3 separate regions of the Mus musculus genome follow, and all the other regions are linked to region 2. A link is a contact called in public promoter capture Hi-C data. All regions are on one chromosome and are shown on one strand. Each heading gives the region's core, a stretch centred on a gene start, on an enhancer-like site or on the middle of the called end of the contact. The rest is flanking DNA. Distances are from core to core; before and after follow the strand shown. Region 1 holds the start of 1700018A23Rik (a long non-coding RNA gene). Region 2 holds the start of Fgf23 (fibroblast growth factor 23). Region 3 holds the start of D6Wsu163e (DNA segment, Chr 6, Wayne State University 163, expressed).

Region 1 (3,618 bases), core at 702-3,201, 250 kb after region 2:
GTCACAGCCTCAGCCGTTCTCACTTCTGTTTATAAATTACATTCATCCCAGTTGCCAGCTGCTACTGCTGGAGGCCGTGCTGCCATCGCACCCATATTGAATTGTTTTATGTGGAACTACGCAGACATAGTAACGTTGTAAATGGAACTACAAGCTGATTTTTTTTTCTTTAGATCTTACCAGGTGCTTTCTGCTTTATTTTGAGATGGGGTCTCGCTGTGTTCACTGTGCAGCCCAGGCTGACTGGGAACGTATGCTGACCTTTACTCCGCCTCTCCCATGCAGGGACCAGAGACCTGTGCTGTTTCTTGCTGTTGCAAGCTTGTGTTCTGTCCTTGAACTCTCGCCTCAGTGACGGCCCTTTCTGTGCTGTCCGTGTTAAGACATGGAGTGATCCCCTGCAGTTTTGGTTCCTAAGCCATCATTGCCCCACCCTGCAGTGCTCAGGGTGCTCTGCGTCTGTCCCAGCACATTGCCAGGAGCCGTGTGCGATGGGAAGGACTTGATATATGGCTACCATGACTGCAGACATCAGATTTGAGCTATATGTAATTTTGGTTCACTGAAAGTGAGATTTGAATTATGCTTGACTAAATGGCTTCTGTGTTAGATGATCAAGGGACAGCAGCCCTCAGCAGATGCCAGGTCGGGTCACTCCTCATTCCTGCCTTCCTGTTCATCATTAGGAACATGCTTCTAGTAATATTGGAACTTTGCTACATACTAAAGGCAGAGCGCATAACTATCTCTCCTCTGCCTGCTGTTACCCAGGCAACAGTCCTCTTTCCTCTCTCAGTGAGCCTCTTGCTGCCAATCTTGTCTGCCTGCAGTATGCCGAGTCTAAAGCCCTGGCTCTTCCTTCTCAAGTCTTGTCTGACTCATTGATTATCTGCTTCCTGCATACTCAAATCTCACTGGGAAGATGCCAAGTAAGCACATGACAGCATCTCAGCCTGAGAACTGTAGATTTTCTTTCTGTTGGTGAGATGCAGCCAAACCATCCCCTAAGAGCCGAAGCATAGCAAAGAATTGCTACCAGTCCCAGGGAACAGCATCCCTCTGATAGACTGCCTTAAAAGCAGACACATCTCCATGGTGTCCTTTCCGTGGCCGTGAGCCCCGTTGTCGGACACTTGCTCTTACCTTGGCAACTGAGAAAGTATGAATATAATAGACAGACAGGCTCTGGGTTTGGCTTGCAGAATGCCCTAGAGCAGGCAGTAAACACACTGGGGTCCTCTCTGCGTTGCTCTTTGTGGAGGTCACAGGATGGGACCTGCTTGAGGTCCATGCACAGAGGAATCTGCTTTGGTGCTTTGTGATGCACGGGGCTGCCTTGTTCATCCTTCCTTAAACAAGACTGGTTTGGCTTCAGGCTTTGTGGTGAGCATAGTTGAGTATAATTGGAGCAAAAAAGGCTAATGGGTCTAGGCATGATGTTATAACTGCAGTCCCAACACTTGGGAGGCTGAGACAGAAGCAGTACTACAAGTTTGAGGTCAGCCTGGGCTACATAGTGGGTTCCTAGGAGTTCCAGTGTGAGACACTGTGTCAGAATCCCTAAACCAGACCAAAAAGTTAAAACTGAAATAGCTATAGCCCAGCGATCCAGCATAAGAAAATGGGGGTGCAGAGGTCTCCTACCTTAGCTCTTATCTGAATCTCTAGGTGGAGAGATAGCTCCTGCCACGTTCACTAGGCTCAGCTCTGCGCACATGTGCCTGTGGGGCTGCTCTTTCAGGGTCTCTGTCCTGTGGTTCTGGGGTATGGGAGACCTGCCTCAGGCCTTTGATGATGATTTCTTATTTGTTCTGCTTTTGTGAGTTCCAGAATCAAAGATTGTTGTGGGGTCTCTGACGACCCTTGCCTCAGTGATGAGCCTCAGGCCAGCTTGGGGGTCTGAGGGGTGGCACTCTGTCTCAGCATTCTCTGTGTCTCTTTGTCACAGATACATATCTCAGACGTGATGCCGACCGACCTGCCTGGCCTGGAAGATCTTGGTGTTCAGCCCACACCACTGGAGCTCAAGTCCATTGAGGTGCTACGGCGGCATCGTACCTACCGATGGCTGTCTTCTGAGATCGAGGAAACCAAGCCTGCCAAGACAGTCAACTATTAGTGTCACCCAGGTCACCTGTGTGCAGTAAAAGAGTCACTCTATTAAATATCCGAGGATTCGGTCTATTGCAAGTGTCTTTCTTGACTGATCAGAGAGGAACTCACAGCCATTCAGAACTGAGGCTTGTTTTCTATTAAATAACTATATATAATATCGACACACACAACTGTTCTCTGAAATGTTAGAGGGTTTGGAATTCTTATACCAAGGCCCTATCCTCAAAGTGGAAATATTGCTATGATCTCAGGCTGCATGGTTATCTAGAAGCATTTGGTATAAATGAGCACATAGACACCTACAGCTGATCTGAATTCACTCACACTTGAAGTGCTTTAGACTTGATTGTAAGGGTGGCCTGTTGTCATGTGGTGGAACCCATGGTGTGTCATCTCATGGTAGAGAGAGGAAGAGAGGAGAAGGGAGCAGGGAATGCAACCTCGTTTTTTCTTTTATGGAGTGCTGGGCATCGAACCCAGGGCCTTGTACATTTAAGGCAAGCTTCTTAAATATGAGCCACACCCTTCCCCTCAACCTCTTTTGTGACAACAGTGGTCACTCATGATGACAGAAGATGTGGTCACCTAAACCAAGCCAGGGCTTCTACCACACTGGCAGTGAGTATCCATGGGAACTTTGGAGCAAACCAGTAGCTGCTGTTTCTAAAAGGGAGGGAGGGAGGGAAGGAGCGAGGGAGGAAGAGGGAGAAGGAGGGAGGGAAAGAGAGGGAGGGAGGGAGGGACTCCAGGTTTTTGAGTAATAACAGACTAAGAAGTCGAATGACTTTCCGTACATAGCTGATCTGAATCTCACTGTAAAACCTGTGGTTTGTTTCAGGAAACCATGAAGGATGAATGGACAAAGCCTGTCAGGTTTACATCCTAGAAGGTTATGGAGTGCACGGGAGGTGTAGTGGAGCACAAAGTGTATTTGAGGAACCCTTCCCCGAGAAGGAAGAGGTCCAAGAGAGTGAGAGTTGTGGGTTAGGAAGGTGGGGAGCATTTAAGAGAAACAAGTCCAGGCATAGTAAGTGAAGGCTTTTACCTAGAAAGATGCTGCAAGGAAGGAAAGGGGACCCTTTGGGAAAGGAGAGAGGGCAGAGAGAAGACTAGACTGGACACCACTAAAGCAGATGGTTGGGGAGATGCGAGGACGTTTTCAAGTGTGTGAAGCCACCTGGGTTGTGTGCAGGGCTGTCCATGTTTATTCAGAGGACAAATAGATCTGCTCCTGTGTAGCAGGGGAGTGTTTGTATGCATCTGGCAGTACCTTCCCCGCCATCAGAAGCCGGGGGTGGGGGGTGGGGGGCTTCTGTGCCCTTAGAGGATGACACTTATAAGATGGCTCCCAGGTCCTGCTACCTTGTAAAACTGGCAGGAGGCAGGGAAGAGAATTCTGTCTTCTCAAAGGGAGTTTGTAATTGCTGATCTTCTAAAGGGGATCTGGGAGGTTATTAGAGTTGGCTTAGGCTGAGGGGAATTCCAAGGCTTATGGCCATCTTG
Region 2 (3,200 bases), core at 367-2,866:
TGTAGCCCGTGGGCAGGTGTAAGCTGCTGGCTTTGCGTGTGCCTGTACCTGGCTGCTAGGTTTAAGGTCTGTTGGTTTCTAGCAGAGAGAAGATTGTTCGCACAGCAAGGCCACATCCAGGAAATGGGCTCACCTACTACAACAGCACAGAGGCGATCATAATCCTTACAGAAAGTTCTTTAGTGAAGTGCAAACTGCCACTGCTCAGTGCTCTACATGGCACAGAGCCTAGCTGCATCTTCTGTACCCTCTTGGAGTAATTTTTCAGTTTTGTTTTGTCTTATTCTTTGTGTATAGCTGTCTTGTCTGCTTGTATTTCTGTGTACCACATTTCTTCAGTGCCATCAGAGGTCAGAAGAGGGCATTGAACCTCCCGGAATTGGAGTTATAGATTGCTATAAGCTACCACTTGGGTGCTAGACTGGACCTGGACCCTCTGTAAGAGCAGCAAGTGCCCTTAGCTGCTGAGCCATTTCTCCAGCCCCATTTAGAATACTTTTTGCTTGTCTGTAACATAGAACATGTGTCTCTTCCAATACCCATCTCTCTTGCCACTCTATTTTCTATGTGTTATTCCTTATGCTGGAAGGGGCTTTCAGTTGAATACATCTGGTTGATTGACAGGTATGATTAGTGATCCAATTTTCCATAGACTCCATCCTTAAGAATATTCCAATTGTTTCACATCACCAGTGAGTTCACCACTAGCTAATCAGTTTTGTTAGCAACTAAACACATTTCAGCTTCTCAGAGAAGAACCACCAACCAACCACACAGGACGCTTCTGAAGTACCCTGCACACCTGCTGAGTGGATGCATTCAGTCAGACTTGCTAAGACAAAGCAGCTTGGTGGTCTGTCTTTAACATAATGTCTCTTGAGAAGGTTTGCTTTAGTTTCCAGACAGTCTCACAATGTAACCCTGACTAGTCTCTCCCAGTTAAGTTCTGTCTGGGTTATTCTTCTCTTTGAGCCCTTGTCTTTCTGTCCATCTTTCCCTCTAATTCTTGAGCAGAAGAAAAGAAAATTATCTCTCATTATTGGAAATGGGTTACAATAGCAATTATTCAGGTTGAGAAAAACTTGTGAGTCAAATAATAAAGGGGAAGAAAAAAAATCTTCCTTTTAGGTTACACACACACACACACACACACACACACACCCCAAAACTATGCATACAAGAAACTAGACAATTTATCTAGCCCAAGGTTTCCCCAATACCTCTGTAGGTCAACAGCAGAGAGTTTCCCCTCTTCCCAACCTGGAACCCATACTCACTGTAGATGGTCTGATGGGGGGTGCCATCTACATGACCATCCCTATGGATCTGTAGGTGATAGCTGGTCCTGGCTGTAGCCGTGTACAGGTGGGTCAGGCTTCCCCAGTTGGAGCCAAGCAATGGGGAAGTGTCCGGATAGGCTCTAGCAGTGCCCAAGCTGCAGACAGTGCAGAGCACGCCCACCAGGAGTCTAAGGCAGGTCCCTAGCATTGCACAGCACTGAGTGGCTAATGCTGAGTTTGAAATCTGACACTCCCAGACAGGCTGGGCCCTTGCTGGCCTTTCTCTTCTTCCTAGGAAGAAGCTGAGAACTGAGGTGGGGATCCTGGGCTAGATTCCCTCCTTTTTTCCCCGGGACTTTTAAAGGGTGGTGGTGTGACATCAAGCAGGAAAAACAATGCCGCCACATCCTCTGTGTTGTAATCATCCATTCAAAGAAAAAGCCCAGACTTCTTAGGCTTGCGGAAGGCGCGTCAGTTCCAGGCACACACATACATGCACGCACACACCCCTCAATTTCAAGCCAGTGCTCCCATAAGTGAATGATGTGTGGGCAAAAGTTATCTGTGACCCTGGGTCATTTGTTGACCTGTCCCCACTTCCATCAGGAAGTGTGAAGGCAGCCAGCAGTACTGAAACAAACAAACAAAAAAAACCCCAGAAAACCAGAAAGCCGCCTCCTCGCTAACTCATCTCCCTCCAGTGTCCTTGTTTTGGTTTGCTTAAGCCCTTTTCCTCCAGCTGCCAAGTGTGTTCTTGGAGCTTACTCCTGGCTGTTGCATCTGGCAAGTGTCTTGATATATGGTCATAAGTGATGCTATCAGGCAAATGAGACTCCCCCCTACCCCCATACACAAACCCCAGGAAGGGTGTTAGGTGGGAGCATGAGCTCAACACCTCCCATCACCATTCCCAAAGACCTCAAGGCAAGAAGAAAGAAAACAAGGTCTTGAGGTCAGCAAAAATGGCAAGATCTGGTTTCTCAGTTTCCCTCGTCTGGATGAGGCAGGGAACTAAACTGGCAATTATGGCTTTGCCAATAGGAAGGAGACTCATTTGGAGGACTGGAACGGCACTGCTGGCTGATCAGAGGAATCAGAGGGCAGGAAGCATCCAGGAGCTGCAGGACTGGGCACCTCCCCAGCCCATGTCCACACCCTGGGACCTTGTATGAGTGGATGCCTCACTGCAGAAATTGCTCTGTGCATGCCCTCTGTGGAGGTGCGTCTGATGCAGCGGTGTGGGGTGTGGGGTGTGGTGTGTGGGGTAGGAGGTTGAAGGCAGACTAACACACACAGTCCATTGGAAGGCAGACTGCTGGAACAGACATCAGCAGTATATGGCCACAAGAAAAGGACTGCTCACTCAGTGTCCCAGGTTACTGAGTTCCTACAACAGATGAGTATCCCACAAGATAGACATCAAAGCGGATGGAAGAGAGAGCAAGATGTGACAAATCAAGCGGAGGAAGCAGATAAAGACGAGTAGCCATCGTGTAAAGCACATGGATGCTTGCACACGCCAAGGCAAGTGGAGATGCCCGTTCCACCTCCAGTTCCAGTTGGGTCCAGGCTTCTGTGGTTTACAGAGTGTTTTCTCATCCACTAGTTCTTTGAGCTTCACTGCAACTCTATAAGACAGGCACACTGTGCTATTACCATTTAAAACTTGTATTTATTATTAACTTACTTATTTACCAAGACAGGGCCTCACTATGTAGCCCTAACTGGCCTCAAACTCACGGAGCTCTGTCTGCTTCAGTCTCCTGATTGCTGCGATTAAAGATGTGTTCACTAAGGCTGGACTTCAAAACAAATGTGTGTGTGTATGTGTGTGTTGCCATTTCTGAGAGTGTTCATGTGTGTATGTATATGTGTTTGAGTAGGATCAGCAGGCAACCTCAGGGTTGCTCCTCAGGAGCT
Region 3 (3,179 bases), core at 459-2,958, 130 kb after region 2:
GGGAACACAAGAAAGATCTCCAAGTAGGAAGCACGGGCACAGAACAGACCACACAGGATGCTGCCCAAGGCACACTGAACACTACTCAGAGAAAAGAAAATGCAGTAAAGACAGTAGGAGTCGAGGTCCCTTAAAGAGCTAGCCATCAGTCTATGTATACACACATATATGTACATATATATGTATGCATTTATATATATATATATATATATATATATATATATATATATATATATGAACTCCCAGGACAGTAGAGATTGTTGTCATTGTTCTTGGTCGTCCATAAAAACTAGATGATAAACTCTGTTGTTAAAGACACTGCACAGCTCAATTGATGATATAAAAAAGCCAAGCTGGAACTCTGCTGGAAGCTTCCTCTTTGCTGGCTATCTTTTATGGTCCTTGAAGATACTAAGGAGGCTGCTATAAGAGAAATTTCATTACTGGTCCAACCCAGCTGTGGACTCTATGAACTCTACTAACCTGCCAGGCAAGACATGCTCATCTGGGCACTAGGGTACCATTATGAGGGTATCCAATTTGCTCTGACTGGATTTGAGGTCAGCTCTATAGGAGCATACCCCTGCCTGGCACTATGATTCCTGTTGGAAACCCATAGCAGGGAAGATGATGGGCCCTGGGGGGGAACATAAATACTGTTGTTCAGTTAAATGGACACTGTCAAACCACCATGTCTATACCCACGACAAGTGCTACTCCCAGACTTAATCAGAGAATTGTCTCTTTCCAGTGAACTATAATGAATGTACAGACTCCAGGTGCCACAAGGTGAGAACATGTGATGGATGGGGACTCGGCCCTAAACAAGGCATTTATACCACCTCTGTGAAGGTTCAAGGAACACTGCAGAATAGGAAGTGGAAAAATAGAGGAACCAGATCATAGAGAGGAAGACAAAATGCCACCTTCTGACAAGACGCTGCCATTACAGCAGTAAACTCACTGCAGTGTCAGAGGTCTGCATAAGATTAGCCTCAGCAGCAGCAGAGGGAAGAGAGAAGACGACTCAGAATGACCCATGTGTCATTAAGGAACTGTTTTCTATGGGCAGATTCAGGAAAAGGGAAGTTATTTTTCAGTTGTGTGCCCACGGGTGCCCCCACCAGGCTCCAATGAGTAGTCGCAATTCAATAGTCTGGTCTAATTAAGATATAGGGTCACAAAAACAAACAAAACCAAACCAAAACAAAAAAAACCCAACGACATGAATCTAGAAAGGGGACTGGTGGAAATGCAGAGATTAGAGGGATGGGCAAGTTAGTAGGGACAGGTGCGACATAAGGTGAGACAGTAATTAGAATACATTGTAACATGAAACAGAACAAAACCAATAAAAACACACGTTTTCATGTTACTCTTTGTTCCTGTGGTCTGTTGCTCTCAGGATACAATTCATCGTAATCCAGTTTACGTCTCCGAATTCTCTGGGTGTGCCTACACCCTGTCAGAGCAACATGCAAAACGACAAGCCTAGTTGACCACAAACACTGAACTGGCAATGGCAAGCTGCACTCCAGCACTTTAGATGGCCCTTAGAAGACTCCTTCTGTTCTTTAAGTCTGTACCAGATACCGTCATTGGGTCCTCCACACTGAAGGGGCTTCTTCGCTGTGGGCTCGAACTCACCTCTCTCATCAGACACCAAAGCACACTTGGAGCTGTCAACGCAGAACTGCCCAAATAAGTCAGCTGACTTCTTGCTTTTTTTTTTTTAACCTCCAATAGATCCACTTTGGCAGATTCGGAACTCATGTTTCTCTTTCCTCAAGCGCCAAGGAAAACGCCTATCCAAGACCCCCTTTGTTCCAGTTATTTTTAAGTTAGTCATTCTAAATATTGGAGGCGTGTCGCTATTTTTATATTGTATTTTAGACTCGGTACCAAATCGCAATTGTGACGAAAGTGCAGTATCAAAACAAAAGCTAAGTCTGAGCAGACAGGATCCAGGATGGCGTGCCCGGGCCACGGTGTGTGTGCGCAGGCGCCCTCTCTTCAGCACGCAGGCGCCGCCTCAGGCAGGCGAGCGGTGATTGGCGGGCTGGCGCAGCGGGGCGTGGAGCGCGACGTCTGGTTTTCGGCGGGAATTGAAACCGCCACAGCTGCTCCCCAGCTCCAGAGCACTGCTGCTCTAGGCAGGGCACCATGGTGCGTCCTATCAGGTGAGTGGTTGGTGACGTCCCGCGGGGCAGAGAGGAAGGACGGGGACGATGGGGGCCACTGTCATGCATGGTTGCGGGAGAGGACGAGATCCGACAGAGGGCAGCGCGATTGGGTGGGTGCTCGTCGCCAGTCTCCGGTGAGAGCCACCCGCTGCTCAGAGGAGCCCGCCTGGCATCTCGCTTGCCGCCCCTCGGCCTCCTTCTGCAGCTGTCGCCCCTGAGTCACCCCACTCCAGAGGGACCTGGTAGGCTAGCATTTGAGTCGCGCTTAACGCGACAGCGAGCGACCGCGTTAAGTGGCTGTCATACGTTGAGCGATACAGAAAAAGCAGGTGTGCCTATTCCCTCAAATCCCTAGGCAGAGAGGCCCATTTAACTTCCAGCTCAAGCCGTGGTGCCCTGTCACATGACCCCCAGTTCCTATCTGCTTTCCTTTAGACTGTTGGAATCTCTCTGTGATCACAACCGGGATGCCAGGCTGGCCATCCATTTAGTAGAATGACTGAATATAGCTGAGACTATGGCCCAGTGGTCCAGTGATTGCCTAGCAGATGAGAGGCCCCCAGCTTCAAACCCCAGTCCTGCAAAACCAAACAACAATAAACTTAGTGAATTCTCCTAGGCCTGTATTGTACTAAGAGCTGGAGGCTACACTCTATTGGAAGAGGGGTGGGGAGAGATAAGGGGGAGTAACAAAATAAACACCACAATGTAACATAGGAGGAAGGAGAAAAGCCTTACTTTAAATCATATGAACGCGTTACCTAGGTAAAATGTAAGGGGCATTCACATGAAATAGGAGCCAAAGCCCAAGGTTCACCATGTTTGAGAAGCAGATTGAAGGTGTGGGATGAACAAGCATGTGGATGGATTGAGGACTGAGTCAGATAGATTACAAAGCAGTTGTAATCTATCTAAATCTATCTAAAGCAGCTTGTAGGTCTTAGGAGTTTGAATTTTATTTGAGACAAATGGGAAATCTGTAGTTTCAGTGGTGGA

Evidence for each region. Promoter capture Hi-C pulls out the DNA fragments that hold promoters and counts their contacts.
Region 1: a promoter capture Hi-C map of embryonic stem cells shows a contact between it and region 2, with 2.4 times the contacts expected there. The contact joins the promoter of 1700018A23Rik here to the promoter of Fgf23 in region 2. A contact is called at or near these places in 2 of 39 promoter capture datasets (both in embryonic stem cells), 4 of 115 datasets of contacts at active chromatin or transcription factors (effector CD8 T cells, embryonic stem cells, memory CD8 T cells and 1 more) and 1 of 9 other capture datasets (embryonic stem cells).
Region 3: a promoter capture Hi-C map of the HPC-7 cell line shows a contact between it and region 2. The contact joins the promoter of D6Wsu163e here to the promoter of Fgf23 in region 2. A contact is called at or near these places in 21 of 39 promoter capture datasets (the C10 cell line, the HPC-7 cell line, cancer-associated fibroblasts and 12 more), 5 of 15 datasets of contacts at CTCF or cohesin (the NIH/3T3 cell line, embryonic stem cells and hippocampal excitatory neurons), 112 of 484 Hi-C or Micro-C datasets (the 3T3-L1 cell line, the AML12 cell line, the Ba/F3 cell line and 53 more), 37 of 115 datasets of contacts at active chromatin or transcription factors (the 230-238 cell line, the NIH/3T3 cell line, PVALB interneurons and 21 more) and 6 of 9 other capture datasets (adipose tissue, embryonic stem cells, embryonic tail and 3 more).

What each region holds. Positions count from the first base shown.
Region 1 is chr6:126,820,520-126,824,137 of GRCm38.p6, reverse strand. 1700018A23Rik (a long non-coding RNA gene) reads right to left here and starts at 1,951. Exons shown (of 2, transcript XR_378049.4): 1 at 1,645-1,951. It overlaps Ndufa9 (NADH:ubiquinone oxidoreductase subunit A9), which reads left to right. Exons shown (of 11, transcript NM_025358.3): 11 at 1,949-2,275. The coding sequence ends at 2,119.
Region 2 is chr6:127,071,318-127,074,517 of GRCm38.p6, reverse strand. Fgf23 (fibroblast growth factor 23) reads right to left here and starts at 1,616. Exons shown (of 3, transcript NM_022657.4): 1 at 1,278-1,616. The coding sequence starts at 1,488.
Region 3 is chr6:126,938,495-126,941,673 of GRCm38.p6, reverse strand. It overlaps D6Wsu163e (DNA segment, Chr 6, Wayne State University 163, expressed), which reads right to left and starts at 1,708. Exons shown (of 14, transcript NM_138594.3): 1 at 1,648-1,708. It overlaps Rad51ap1 (RAD51 associated protein 1), which reads left to right and starts at 2,087. Exons shown (of 9, transcript NM_009013.4): 1 at 2,087-2,180. The coding sequence starts at 2,164.